Regions from separate parts of the Mus musculus genome. Here all the other regions are linked to region 2. The links are chromatin contacts, called in public promoter capture Hi-C maps. All regions are on one chromosome and are shown on one strand. The core of a region is the stretch at or near the end of the contact, and the rest is flanking DNA. Distances in the headings are between cores, read along the strand shown. Region 1 has its middle 44 kb from the start of Gprin3. Region 2 holds the start of Tigd2 (tigger transposable element derived 2). Region 3 overlaps Herc3 (hect domain and RLD 3).

Evidence for each region. Promoter capture Hi-C pulls out the DNA fragments that hold promoters and counts their contacts.
Region 1: a promoter capture Hi-C map of 3T3-L1-derived adipocytes shows a contact between it and region 2, with 3 times the contacts expected there. The contact joins the enhancer-like site here to the promoter of Tigd2 in region 2. A contact is called at or near these places in 11 of 39 promoter capture datasets (the 3T3-L1 cell line, 3T3-L1-derived adipocytes, the C10 cell line and 5 more), 3 of 484 Hi-C or Micro-C datasets (the 3T3-L1 cell line, the HL-1 cell line and Th1 cells), 2 of 115 datasets of contacts at active chromatin or transcription factors (large pre-B cells and memory CD8 T cells) and 2 of 9 other capture datasets (adipose tissue and embryonic stem cells).
Region 3: a contact with region 2 is called in a promoter capture Hi-C map of liver. The contact joins the enhancer-like site here to the promoter of Tigd2 in region 2. A contact is called at or near these places in 12 of 39 promoter capture datasets (the 3T3-L1 cell line, 3T3-L1-derived adipocytes, the C10 cell line and 7 more), 3 of 115 datasets of contacts at active chromatin or transcription factors (embryonic stem cells and memory CD8 T cells) and 3 of 9 other capture datasets (adipose tissue, embryonic stem cells and liver).

Annotation. Positions count from the first base shown.
Region 1 is chr6:59,468,697-59,472,880 of GRCm38.p6, reverse strand. No RefSeq gene overlaps it. Among named protein-coding and RNA genes, the nearest start is that of Gprin3, 44 kb to the right of the region's middle. Within about 2 kb of position 1,575, at least 1 of the 459 cell types and tissues checked has an H3K27ac peak or open chromatin away from gene starts, as enhancers often do. A contact at or near this core is called in 3T3-L1-derived adipocytes, where this site is marked.
Region 2 is chr6:59,207,180-59,211,407 of GRCm38.p6, reverse strand. It overlaps Tigd2 (tigger transposable element derived 2), which reads right to left and starts at 2,538. Exons shown (of 2, transcript NM_001081145.1): 1 at 2,227-2,538; 2 at 1-2,069. The coding sequence starts at 1,258.
Region 3 is chr6:58,882,476-58,886,518 of GRCm38.p6, reverse strand. Herc3 (hect domain and RLD 3) reads right to left here. Exons shown (of 26, transcript NM_001361966.1): 17 at 1,546-1,569; 18 at 1,362-1,451. Among named protein-coding and RNA genes, the nearest start is that of Nap1l5, 23 kb to the left of the region's middle. Within about 2 kb of position 2,343, at least 6 of the 459 cell types and tissues checked have an H3K27ac peak or open chromatin away from gene starts, as enhancers often do. A contact at or near this core is called in liver, where this site is marked.

The DNA.
Region 1 (4,184 bases), core at 326-2,825, 260 kb before region 2:
CATCTTTGGGATGGTTGTTCTGGATTCTATAAGAAGACAGGATAACCAAGCCAAGAGGAGAAAGCCAGAAAGTAGCACCTCTCAGTGACTTCTGCATCAGATTCTGCCTCCAGATTCTTGCACTCTTTGAGTTCCTGTCCATAGATAGAAACTCACCCTGGCAATGATGAACAGCAATAAAAAGAAAAGTAAGCCAAATAAACCCTTTCCCCCCCAACTTGCTTTTTGTTCATGGTTTTCATTACAGCAATAGAAACCCTATCTAAAACATCACCCTCCCAGGTATAATCAATTTCATTCATATGGTATATTAGTCTGGGTTCTTTAGTAAACAAACTTACAGAATTAATTTCTCTATATATTAAAAAAAAAAACCATTTATTAGAATGACTTACAGGCTGCAATCCAGCTAATCCAGCAATGGCTCCCTAATAAGAGAAGATCTAAGTATCCAGTAGTTACTCAGTTCATGAGGTTAGATAACTCATCTGATCTTCAGGGTATATCACAATGCCAAAGAAGTAGGCTTTTATGCCAGTGAAGGAATGAACTTGCTAGCAAGGGAAGATCAAATAAGCAAGAGCAATAGCTTCACTCTTCTAGGTCCTTATATCGGCTTCCAGAAGAAGGTGTGTCCCAGATTAAAGGTAGGTTTTCCCAATTCAAAAGATCTGGATGGAAGGTGAATTTTCTTCCCTCAAAAATCCAGCTTAGAAGTGGATCTTGTTAATTCAAACTAAGCAAAATTTCCTCACAGGTGTGCCTTCATTTGGGGATCTTAGTTAATTCTATATATATTCCAGTTGACAACCAAAAGAGACATCACAAGTCTTACTTCCTGTCAGTTTGACACACAATCTTGTCTCCATATGTACTTATCAATTTCTAAATGAAAATCATAACCAGTTATGACAATACCTAAAAATAATATAACTATGCTATATACCATCTCAAATATACTATATATTTAAATAAGTCATAATTATATCTAATATAACTCTCATACAACCTCAAACATATAAATTTGGAATAGGTGGCAATGTCCTCTGAAAAACATTCTTTTATATAACCATTGATAATCTCTTCATTGATTTCATATCACATGAAAAAAGAAATTGAGGAAAGAAAACACAAATATCTGTGCAACACACCCTTAACAACATACAACAGAAACACATTAATTAAAATCCTCTTTTCTGGTCTCATGGTCTAAGCTGGTCTTTAAAACTATCTTCCTTTACTACCCATTTTGCATTTCCTCCAACCTCAGCAAGCATTCAGCAAGCCTTGGCTCTTTTCCTGGAGAAGTGACCTATACCTTCATTCCTAACAATACAGATTTGTGCCCTTTGTCATCCTGCTTAGATTAGGTTGTAGTTTCCCATTGACTTTAATTACAGGACACATTAGCACGAAGTGATGTCCTAAAGGTTCTTTTACACTCCACACATAATCTTTCTTACCCCTGTGGAGAAGCATTCCAGTTTCCCCCATGGAATTCTGGATCAGTCACCCCTCCTAGCACTGTTACTCTTTTCTTAGCCTGTTAGTGGAAGTGGTGGGGGCAGGGAATAGGGGAGTGTCAGAGCTTCCAGTAGAGTGGAACATTTGTTAAGGCTCCTGGCAGAAGCACTCCTCCTTCTGAAACCAAAATTTCTAGGAAACAGAGTGTAAGACTTATGAACAGGAAGCAAAAATTTTCCTAATGGGTCACAAGGGGTGATAGTGAGTAGAAATATTCCCCTTTTCACCTGTTGATTCCTGGACTTGTGGATCCTGGCTATAGGAGAAACCTACCATATTTTGAACTTTGATTCAAAGGATGTACCACCTTCTTGTGATTCTGAATTACATTTCTTCCTGTGGGTAATGAAGTGGAGCCTGAAAATGTTGGAGCCCGTGGGCAGGGGATGGGGGATGGGGACGGGGGCAGGGGGGAGTTAGAGGGTGTCTTTCTTCTTTGAGGATTTCAGTGTTACATCTCTCTGAGAAGATGGTGAAACCGCTTGTGCATATGTCTTATTTGGGGTTAACAAGATAAATCATGAAGAAAGAGAATTTACAGGTGAATTTATATTAGTTTAGGCTTAAGATACTGGGAATTTCTTGTTTACATTCTAGGTGTTTGCTGAGCAAGTTCTTCTCTATAAAAAAAAAGCTATAATTTTATCAAGGACTAGGGGGCATTCCTTACCTAAATGATTTGGGGGGTTGGGCTCCCCAGGTTAAGTCAGGCAGTGATGAAGGAGCCCTGATGAAAAGAGTTCTCCACTTTGTGCAGATCTCAAGGAACTGTCTGGTCATGGTAGACTATGACTTTAATAGCTGTTTTCTCAACACCTTCAGGAGAAGCCTGTTCCAGTCATCTAAGCTGATGCCACCTAATTGACACTCTGTTGTGAAAAGGCCATTCCATCTTTCCAAATGGGAGAAACACTTTTTGTCACAGAAATTCATGATAAAGAATAACACGAATATTTTCTAGAAATAAAAATATATAAATCAAATAAATAAAAAGAGAGTGATTTATTTCCAAAGTAAGGAGCATGTAGCAACAGGATTTACTTACTGGAAGTGGAAACTTAATTAGAGTTAACTGCACAAGCCAGGAAGCTGTCAGACTTGAAGAAAGAGGCAGGATTAAGACCCCAGTTAAAAAGAATGTTTCTGACATGGAAAGAAAGGTTCCTGGAAATTACTCTCCACAACTTACAAGCACTCTCCACACTTTGCAAGCTTACACTATTGAAAACTCCTTCTAAATAACAATAATTTCAAAAAGGCAGTCAGACACTTTTCCTTCAGCAAATTAAATTTAGAACGGGATTGGGGTTCCAGGTATAATGGGTAGAAAGTGTGTGTCTTTTGAAGTAAAATGGCAGTTTTCATCCTAGCCTCTCCCATCACATTCATACTCTTGAATATAGCTTGAAAACACAAAGCTTAATTTACTAGAGACCTCATTGCCATGATGTCCTCTTGTCTCTAAGTCACTCACTGAGTGCTTCCCACAGTTCTACTACCCTTTCTTGGTTAACCAAGCTGGTCTTATATAAAATCAACAGCTCTTAAGCCCTAGGTCAAACTGTCTTTCATAGGTAACACCTCTACCCAGTTATGTGTGCACTTACATACAGAAAGGTACACACCTAGTACTAGATCAATGGTCAGCTGAAAGAGGACATGGGGTAGCCATTCCTGTCCGAGATTGACAACCTTTAAATATTCACCCTCATCAGGCTACAGAGCTGGATTAGTTTCTTTGTTTCTTTGGGGGTTTTTTGTTTGTTTGTTTGATTTTTCCTTACAATCTTTAATATGGAACCCAGGGCCTCACATCTACACATGCTAAACAAACACCCTAATGGCTCAGCTCTATCCCCAGCCTCAGGTCTAGGCTTTTTGATTGAGAAAAATAAAAAAATGCAAAGCTTTGCATTTCTATGACACAGACTGACTGGTTACAAAACAGTTATGTAACATGGCAAGATATTAAGAATTTATCTCCCAAACTTTTCTTGTAGCTAGTGGGAAAAAAATGGAGTTTCTCTTTGCTGTGATATATAAAATGATAAAAGAAATGTCTGAAGACAGCATGTCCTAGTCTGCAATTGGCTGAGAAGAAAAATGGACCAATTAATGAAGGAAGGAAATTCCTGTAGATGTTTGAATTCCTGGCTCCATCACTACATGACATCATCTGGACTTCTCTATTTAATGGCATAATAAATATCTTTCTTTTCTTATCTTACTTTATAATCAAAAGATATCTAATATATAGCATAACTGTCTTTAAAATATATAAGCCCTCATTATATGGCACCAGTTTGCTTGTAACTCATTAGCTATCTAGCCTGGGCTGACTTTGAGTTCGTGATCCTCCTGCCTCAGCCTACCTACCAAGTTCTGAAATTACAGGAATGTGTCCTTGTGACCAGTGTTCCATCTATACATTCCCATTAGATGCCTATCATATGTTTATAGAAATATTAAGTGAACATAGATTGCAGAAGAATCTACAATAGATAGAAGAGCTACTTTAAGAGTAGCTCAAAGACGTCTATATTCTAATCATCAAAACCTGTGAATATATTAACTGAAATAATATATTTGTAAATGTGATTAAGGATAAATATCTTGAGAATCAGGAGATCAATATAATTGCATGAATTCTTTTTTAATTT
Region 2 (4,228 bases), core at 1,289-3,788:
AGTCTTCAGTATTCTGCAAAACCGTTGCTAAATTAGCTGCTAAAATGGCTCCTTCATCGATGCTCACACTCGGGTTTTCCTCATTGCCAGGGAAAAGTTTTTTCCACGCTCTGGTTATGGTGTTTGATCTTATCTGGTTCCAGGCTCTTGATGCCTCATAAATTGCATCCAACACAGTCAAATTCTTCCAAAATGTTTTTGGGTCATTTCCTTCATCCATGTACTTCTGGATAAGTCCTGCTCGGTAATATCTTTTGACTGTGGTTAGAACTCCCTGGCTCATAGGTTGAATTAGACTTGTGACGTTTGGTGGCAAATATTTCACAATTATTCTGCCATCATCTGAGCTCAGCAGTTCTTCAGCTGGATGTGCTGCAGGAAAATCCAAAAGTAGTACTGCTTTTTCTCGAAGCCCTTTGGATTTCAGATGCTTCTGCACCTGTGGCACAAAGCACTTTTCAAACCACTGTTTGAGAACAGATGGCTCGATCCATGCACTTTTTTGACTGAAGTAAGTGACAGGGAGGTTTGAAAGGTCAGTACCTTTGAATGCACGGGGTCTTTTTGCTTTCCCCACAACACAGAGATTAAGCTTGTGTGAACCTGTGGCATTTGCACAACACATAATAATGATTCTTTCTCTGCTTGTCCTATATTCACAAGTACTCTGGTCCGTGTCAAAAGCCAATGTCCTCGTTGGTAGACATTTCCAGAACAATCCAGTTTGGTCAGCACCATAAATCTGTTCTGGTAGGAGATTTTCTCTTTCCACAAATTCCTGAAAGTTACCACAAAATTCACTGGCAGCAGTTTCATCCCCTTTTAATTTTGTGCCTTTCCCTGCAGCCTTTGGAATACCGTGGCGCTGCTTAAACCTAGTAAGCCAGCCAGAAGAGGCATTAAAATCACCCTCCATGCCCAATGCATCGAAGAAGAACCTAGCCTGCTTTGCACAGATCGTTCCAGACACTGGAATGCCATCTGTTTTCTGTTGATTAAACCATTCTATCATCACTCTGTCAAGCTCCTCATACGTTGACGACTTCATGGATTTACGCTTGGACACCCCACTAGTTGGGTCTGAACTGTTGGCATAGTTTATAATTCTCTCTTTGTTTTTTTTAATGTCACGAACTGTGGATTCACCAATTCCATACAGGACAGAAAGTTTTTTGAAGGAGTTGCCTTCTTCAAGCTTCTTAATAATGTCAAGTTTGTCTTTAATTGTCAGGACCACACGTTTACGTTTCCCCAACATTTTAGTCTAATTATTTTAGACAATTAACAACTTAGATTTGAACACAAAGAGACCAGAAAATGGAGGCTTAAGAGTCCTCAGCTGTTCCCTAAGACTTGGATGTTATAACAATTTTCAACGAAAGTCCGAGTTTTTCCCTTTGCATTTTAGAACTTAACCTGTTCCTATGACAACGAATAGCTCCAGATAACCCTTGTTTCTCTTCTTCCTCCTTGCTCTTTTCATTAAATTGCAGCCTTACTGAAAGCTCTAAGTTGAATCAATATTGTCCTACCGAGGTTTCTAAAACATTCTCATGATGATCAATTTTTGCCATTACCATGGGTCTTTTTTTCTTTTTCTTTTTTTCTTATGCTACGTTCAAGAAAACAGTTTTACTCGGGCTTGCACACTTAACAGACAGAAACACGGAGCAGGAAGCCTCACAGCCTGACTGTTGATGTCTGTGTCAGACAGCCAAGTGAGTGAACGCTCTCTTCAAGGCAAGGACTCTTGATGAGTACCTATGAAAGTCACAGCGAGCAGAGGTGAGCTGTCTCACCTCTTAGAATGTAAGTGGACAGGCAAACAACTCAGTACTTTAAACCAAAAAGAACTTATTGCTAATGGCAACTGAAAGGGAAACAGCGGACAAGTGATGTCACATGATTCAAGAAAGGATAAAAAACTTCATTGGTGGAAATCAGGACCCAAGGCTGCAACTAGGGGGTGGTAGGCTGGGTGAAGACCATACAGTAATCCTGGTGCAAGAAGATCTCCATGACCACAGAAGTAGCTGCTGGGGTGGTAGAGGTACTCGAGCCTTTGAAACCTATAGGAAAATACCAAACACGTTTTCCTTTCAGTATCAGTCCACCGTATAACTCATACCTACCCCTGCAACTGTGTCTAGGACATTGCCACCTATCAACCTGACAGGTAATAGACAAATAACGCTCGCAGGCACCACCCGGGAGCTGAGAGCCTACCTCCTGACACTACCAGGGCCTCTCCGAGACCGCCGGCCAGCAAGCTCCGAGCCGGACGCTGGGTGAAAGTCGGAGGCAGAGGGTCACGGCCGCAGCCCTACAGCGAGCGACTGGTCACCAGGCGCGCGGGACGCCGGGAAGCAGGGTGCGGGCATCGCTCCGCCTGACCGGCCAGAACGCAGAGCCAGCAGAGGAAGTCCCCAGCGAAGTCGACCCCGCCAGCCACCGCAGAGCGAGCGCGCAACGGAGCTGCGCGGCCGAGCCGGAAGGCAGGGGATTAGGTGCGCGCGCGCGCCCCCGCAGGAACGTGTTGTCGGCGAGGGGCGGGATGCGCGGGCGAGCCCGCTGACGGGGGCGCGGCTTCTGGGGGAGGGGCGGGGCTTGGCCAATGCTCCGCCTCCGGACACCCAGCGTGTGGCTCACGGCTGAGACCAGCAGAGGGCGACGCAGGGTGATTCTAGGTGGCCGGACTTTGCAGATGAGAAGGGAATAATAGCAAGGTTTTCTTTCTGGTAAGACTCAGGGAATATTTTAAGGCCCTAATGAGTTTACAGCTGTAACCTTCCAGGAATCTTCCCTCAAGGACTCTCTTCTGTTATCTTCTAACTAACAGGTTGTTCTGTTAGTATCATTTGGGTAATTTTCCTATATTTGTGTCCAAGGAAGTGAGAGTTGTGCTGTTTTGAGGATCATGTTGTTTTTTTCTTTTTTCTTTCTTCAGTAGCTTAAGATATATTTTAATCATGTTTACAATGTTACAATTTAGTATTGATGTTTTATGAAGTTAAATTATTAAATGAATAGTCTTAAATCCACTGTGGTGTTTTGTTTTGTTTTGTTTTGTTTTTTGAAAAATTATATAATTACCAAAAGCCAAAAATCAAATATTTGGAATACCTACTGTGAAATTTAAGAGATTAAAGGTTGTACTTGATACTTGTTATTTTTCTTAAATCTAGTTATCAAATGTAAAAATAAAAAGGCCCAGGGAGTGCACAGAGCCTCTTTGCCCTCTTCTGCGGCTGCGGCAACACAGAGCCGGATACCAGAGGCCAGCCAGCATGACGGTCGGCACTGATGACCTTAATGCTGGTGCAGGAATATAAGGACCACTTCCTGCTGTCAAAGGGGAATTTCAAGACTTCCACCTGTATCCAGTCCCAGCGTAGAGCCCCTCTCTTGCATAATAGTTTTTTAGGTGGTGTTGTTTTTAAATCCTTCTTCCACAAACTACAACCTAATGTGGATTATTCTGTTTCAGAAGAGGTTGTTTATTTGTTTGTTTCTCTAGAATTCTAGCACCAGGAGAGAGGGAAATCAAACCAAGCATTCATTCACTCTGCAGAGAAAGAATGTTGATTACTGGCCCTCTTTTGTCTCCCAAGCCTTCTCTGTGCTGCTATTCTCAGAGTCCCACCCTTCCACTCTCTGGCCTGCTGGATGGAAATCCTTTGATCTTTGATCTATCTCTGCTGTCCTATGGATGACTTTGGACAAGCCCTAGTTTTGCCTGAAAGTAGACTTCCCATAACTCTCACCCGCTTCAAGCTTACAAGGAAGCAATCTGAGTGGTTCCAAATGACCATTCCTAGTAAAGAACAATTTCATTCATATTGCTTTTAAAAACTTCCCTTCTCCCTTCTCGTTCTTAAGGAGTGCGCAAAAACACTCGCACCTGTTCATTCCTTAACAGAGGAGAACTAGCTTTCAGACTGCCAACCTCATAGAAATCAGGCTGTTCTTAGCCAAACGGAAGTTTGCCTGGCTTTCCTCTCTTCCAGCCTCCTGGGGTCACTGTGGCCTATGGTATTAAAGAAGAAAAAATGAAAAAAAAATCCTGCCTTGCTTGCCCATCCCACTTTTGGAAGCTAATTTCCTTCTCCATAGTGTGTTTGATGAGTATTTGTAGAATCTACCCCCAGTCAATTGTTTACCCCTTCTGTAACCTCATGAAGAACAAAAGCCAGATGCCGATATCATAAAGGCTGTCAAGCCTCTAGAA
Region 3 (4,043 bases), core at 1,094-3,593, 320 kb after region 2:
TTCTTAATAGAGTCATAGGGTCCACAAAGCCTCAAGTGTTTGCTACCTGGAAGAAACAGAAAATACTCATCACTCCAAATCTACATGAATGTACACTGAACATAAAATTACTGAAGCTGGTATGGTGGTACACACCTGTAATCTTAGCAACAGGGCCCTGGAGAAAGGCCAAGACTCCAAAGTAACCTTGACTACAGAGTGAAGTCAAAACTAGCCTGGAATGAAACTCAACCAGGAGGTACAAAAGACCTTGACCATGGAATGTGTAAGAACATGGGGTTAAAAAAATGAAAACCTGCCACAGAAGACTGAAAGACAAGCCTGATACAGCAGAGCAACCATCTGCCAAAAGCAAGCTAGAGATTCAATACAATCTCCATCAAAACTTGTATTTTTAAAAATCACTTTATTTTCTGTATAGCAGTACAATTGACATACTAAACACTCCTGTAACAGTATTATTTGATATATTTTATGTAGAAAAATAAAGAGAAAAAATTCAGATTATAAAGGTAAACCCACAAAGCTACAGACTCCTCACCTTTGACAAAGATGACACACATTAGAAAAAGACAGCCTCTTTAACAGATGATACTGGAAAAACTGGATATTCACATGAATAGAAAAAGAAAGAAAAAGCAAAGAAAAAAATCTAGACCTGAATCTCTCATCCCTGTAAAAAAATCACCCCAAAATAGATCGAAGAGGCCTCCACGTAAGACTTGGAAGATACGAGAGGAAAAGGTAAATTAAAAAATACTTCCAGATAGAGACCTAGCCAAGGGCTTTCACAAGAAATAACTCATGGATGGGACTGCATGAAAATGTGACATTTGCAGGAAAATGTCTGGAGGGGCATGCTAAGCAACCTCAGGAGGAAAACACATCCTGCTTTCATATGCACAATCTATGTTTAACTGTAAACATTTACATGGAAGGAAGAGGGGAACTTAGAGAGTAGAAGAGGCCTAACTGGGGCAAGAGAGTAACAGAAGAAAAGGTGAAAGGAGGGAGAGGTCTTTCCTGGGAGAAGCAGACCAGTAAGAGTGTGTCTCAGAGGGAGATAGAGGATAATGGAAAGGCAAAGAACAAAGTATAATCACACACACACACACACACACACACCACACACCACACACAATTTACATATATATAAAATTATGTGTGTGTGTGACAATATGATCCATTTCTAAACAGAATTTTTCCAAAAGAAGCCTAGACTACAATTTGAGCATTTCTCAAAAAATAAAATAACGGCATTATTAAAAAATATGACTCTTTAATGTCATAATAAAACTTCACTCTGGAAGGTGGACAATGAAAAGAATGGTAAAAGGAGAGGGCAATTCTGAACAAGCCACCTGCATCTGTAACTCGGCATCAGTCTGCAGCATCTTGGTCTTAGCTTGGGCATCAAAGATGAAAGGATAGGAACAAAGGGTTACAGCATCCTACAAGAAAACACATCGTTAGTGTTATTACAGTATCTAAAGAGAAAGAACACTGGAAATACATACATACATACAGGCAAAAGGCATTATTTACCTGCATGATAGAGGGTCTAGCCTTCTGTGTAAAGAACAGAAAAGACAATTATTACTTGAATTATAAAAAGCGTAATTTTACCCCTCCCCAAATATAAAATATACATAGCAAATCTTTTTACATTATCTGGTTATTCTTAATACATTTCAATAGATGACAATGTTTTAATGAGGAAAGAAAACATGCTTTGATGGGTAAAGACAGAAAAAAATAGCAAAAACAATTTCTTAAAGAAGTAAAAGACTTTTAAGGGCCATTTTCATACTTCACAGGATTGAGTTCTCTTTATAGGAAATCTAATTCCACTAGGCTGCGTGGCACATGCCTATGACCTAGCAGCTGTGAGGCTGAGGTGGGAGAACTGCCAGCTGAGGGCCAGCCTGGGCTACAGAGCAATTGTGAAGATAACACTTGGATTCTAGATTAGGGCTGCTGAATCTGGAATGCAAGTAACACTTTATCGGTCTCCTGCATACATGCTTAGAGGAACCAAACAATAATAAATGCATTAGACTGAAGTATTTTGCCCTTAAAAGCTTCTCTACAAATTGGGAATGATTCTAAATTTGAGAAGAGTCATAGAAAACAAGTTCATCCACAATGAAATGTTTGTAACAAATACAGTACAGTTTTATTTCAGGAAAGTGAGGAGAACTCCCTCCCACCCCCCCAAAATGTTATTTGTTTATATCAGGCAGTATACTTCATTAAATTCCTCCAAATGGTGAGCAACAGTGGCTTTCAGGTTATGCCCTATTACACAACACCAGCTGGCTCCACGCTGAGTGTTGTAAACACAGGCAGGACAACAGTGACAATGCAACATGTCTGCAAAACCATGCCATACCTGTCCAGCACTGACCATGGGGTGTAGACTGTAAGTAGATGGCACTTATCAATACAGACTATGAACACAAGCACATGGTGGAATTAAACCCATATGTAGAAAACCAGGCCCAAGAGACACCACAAACCAACTAAAGGGCACCATACTTGCCTGGACCCCACAGAAAGAAGGATATTTAACTATAAGGTAGTAAAAGGGTCCAGTCACTGAGCAGCCTGTGAACATTTCAAGGGACTGACTGACAGGCAGCAGACACCAGGTGTCCCTGGGGCTTCAGCTCAGCCAACATGGTCCATTTGACTTGTTACCTGTCCATCCAACCCTCTATCCATTTGTCTATGTACTAGTACATCTATCTGAACCAAATCCTGTATCTCACATTGATGAATCTATAGCCCTGCAGATAAACTCGATGCTATCTCTCAATTTTGATCCTATGGCTCAGTTCTGCTGGCCTCCAATAGCAGTCCCTCTGGACTCAGCAGCCCTGGGAGCAGCTGCTTTTCACATGGCCTCTGAACTCCGGCTTCTTGAACTCTTCTGTAGACAAGGTGTAACCTGTGTGTATACTGTGTGAAATATAACCTAGGGTTTCACAGGTAAGACTAATAATTAAGACTAGCACAAAAGAGCTTGTAATTTTCTAATGGCCAGCTATTGTGATAGCTAGCTCATATGGTCAATTTATAATCTTCTGAAAAGCATTTTGGATATATTGGTAAGGGTGTTAAAAGGGGAAATTAATCACCAGGGAAGTGTGAAACATCATCCTATGGGCTGGGTTCCTGGCCAGAATAAAGAGAATGCCAGATTAAGGGGGTAGAACAGTTAGTGGAGTGCATGCCTTACACATATAAAACCTTCAGTTTGATTCCCAGCACTATATAGACTGAGCATGGTGATGCATGCTTATGATCCTCTTACTCAGAGAAGGTAGGGGTGGAGGGGAGGAGAGGGGAGGGCAGGGGTAGGGGAGGGGAGGGAAGGGATGGGATGGGATAGGGGAGAGAGGAGGGAGAGAAAGAGAGCTATCTGAGTGACTAAACTCCTGAAAGATACCATGAATTCGGCTGCTCCCGTTGCTATGCCTCATCCCCCATGAGCGACTGCATCCCTCTGAACCTCTTTAAATTGCTTTTTTTTTTTCAGGCTTATAGTCACAGCAATGTGGAAAATAACTAGTAAATGTGAATTCACTGTTTTTTAATAAACTGATACTGCAGTAAGACACAAACATATCCATCTATGTTTCTAGCACGCTGTGCTCATGACATTATGTAGTAAATATCTTTAACAGAAACACAAAAATGAGCAATTAAGATCATCTTGAAAAGAAAACAATGAGCAAAATTCATGCTAAGAGACCTGAGTGGGCTACGCTGCTGTTGCTTTAATGTCTCCTAGAATGTTCTGTGTTCTCAAAATGATTCTCTGAACAAAATAAAAACATTCTGAAAGATCTCTTCTTACCTGTGTGTAATCACACAATTTACACTTATCTGTTAATGACTGCGTGGGCGGGTTATAAACATTCAACTGTGTGAGAACACTGAGAAAAGAAAAAGAAATTGTTGCTTGGTAGATGCTGCAGTTACTAAGGATACTAATACTAGCTTGCTCCGTGAATAAGATCTAACAGCAGAGGGAGAAA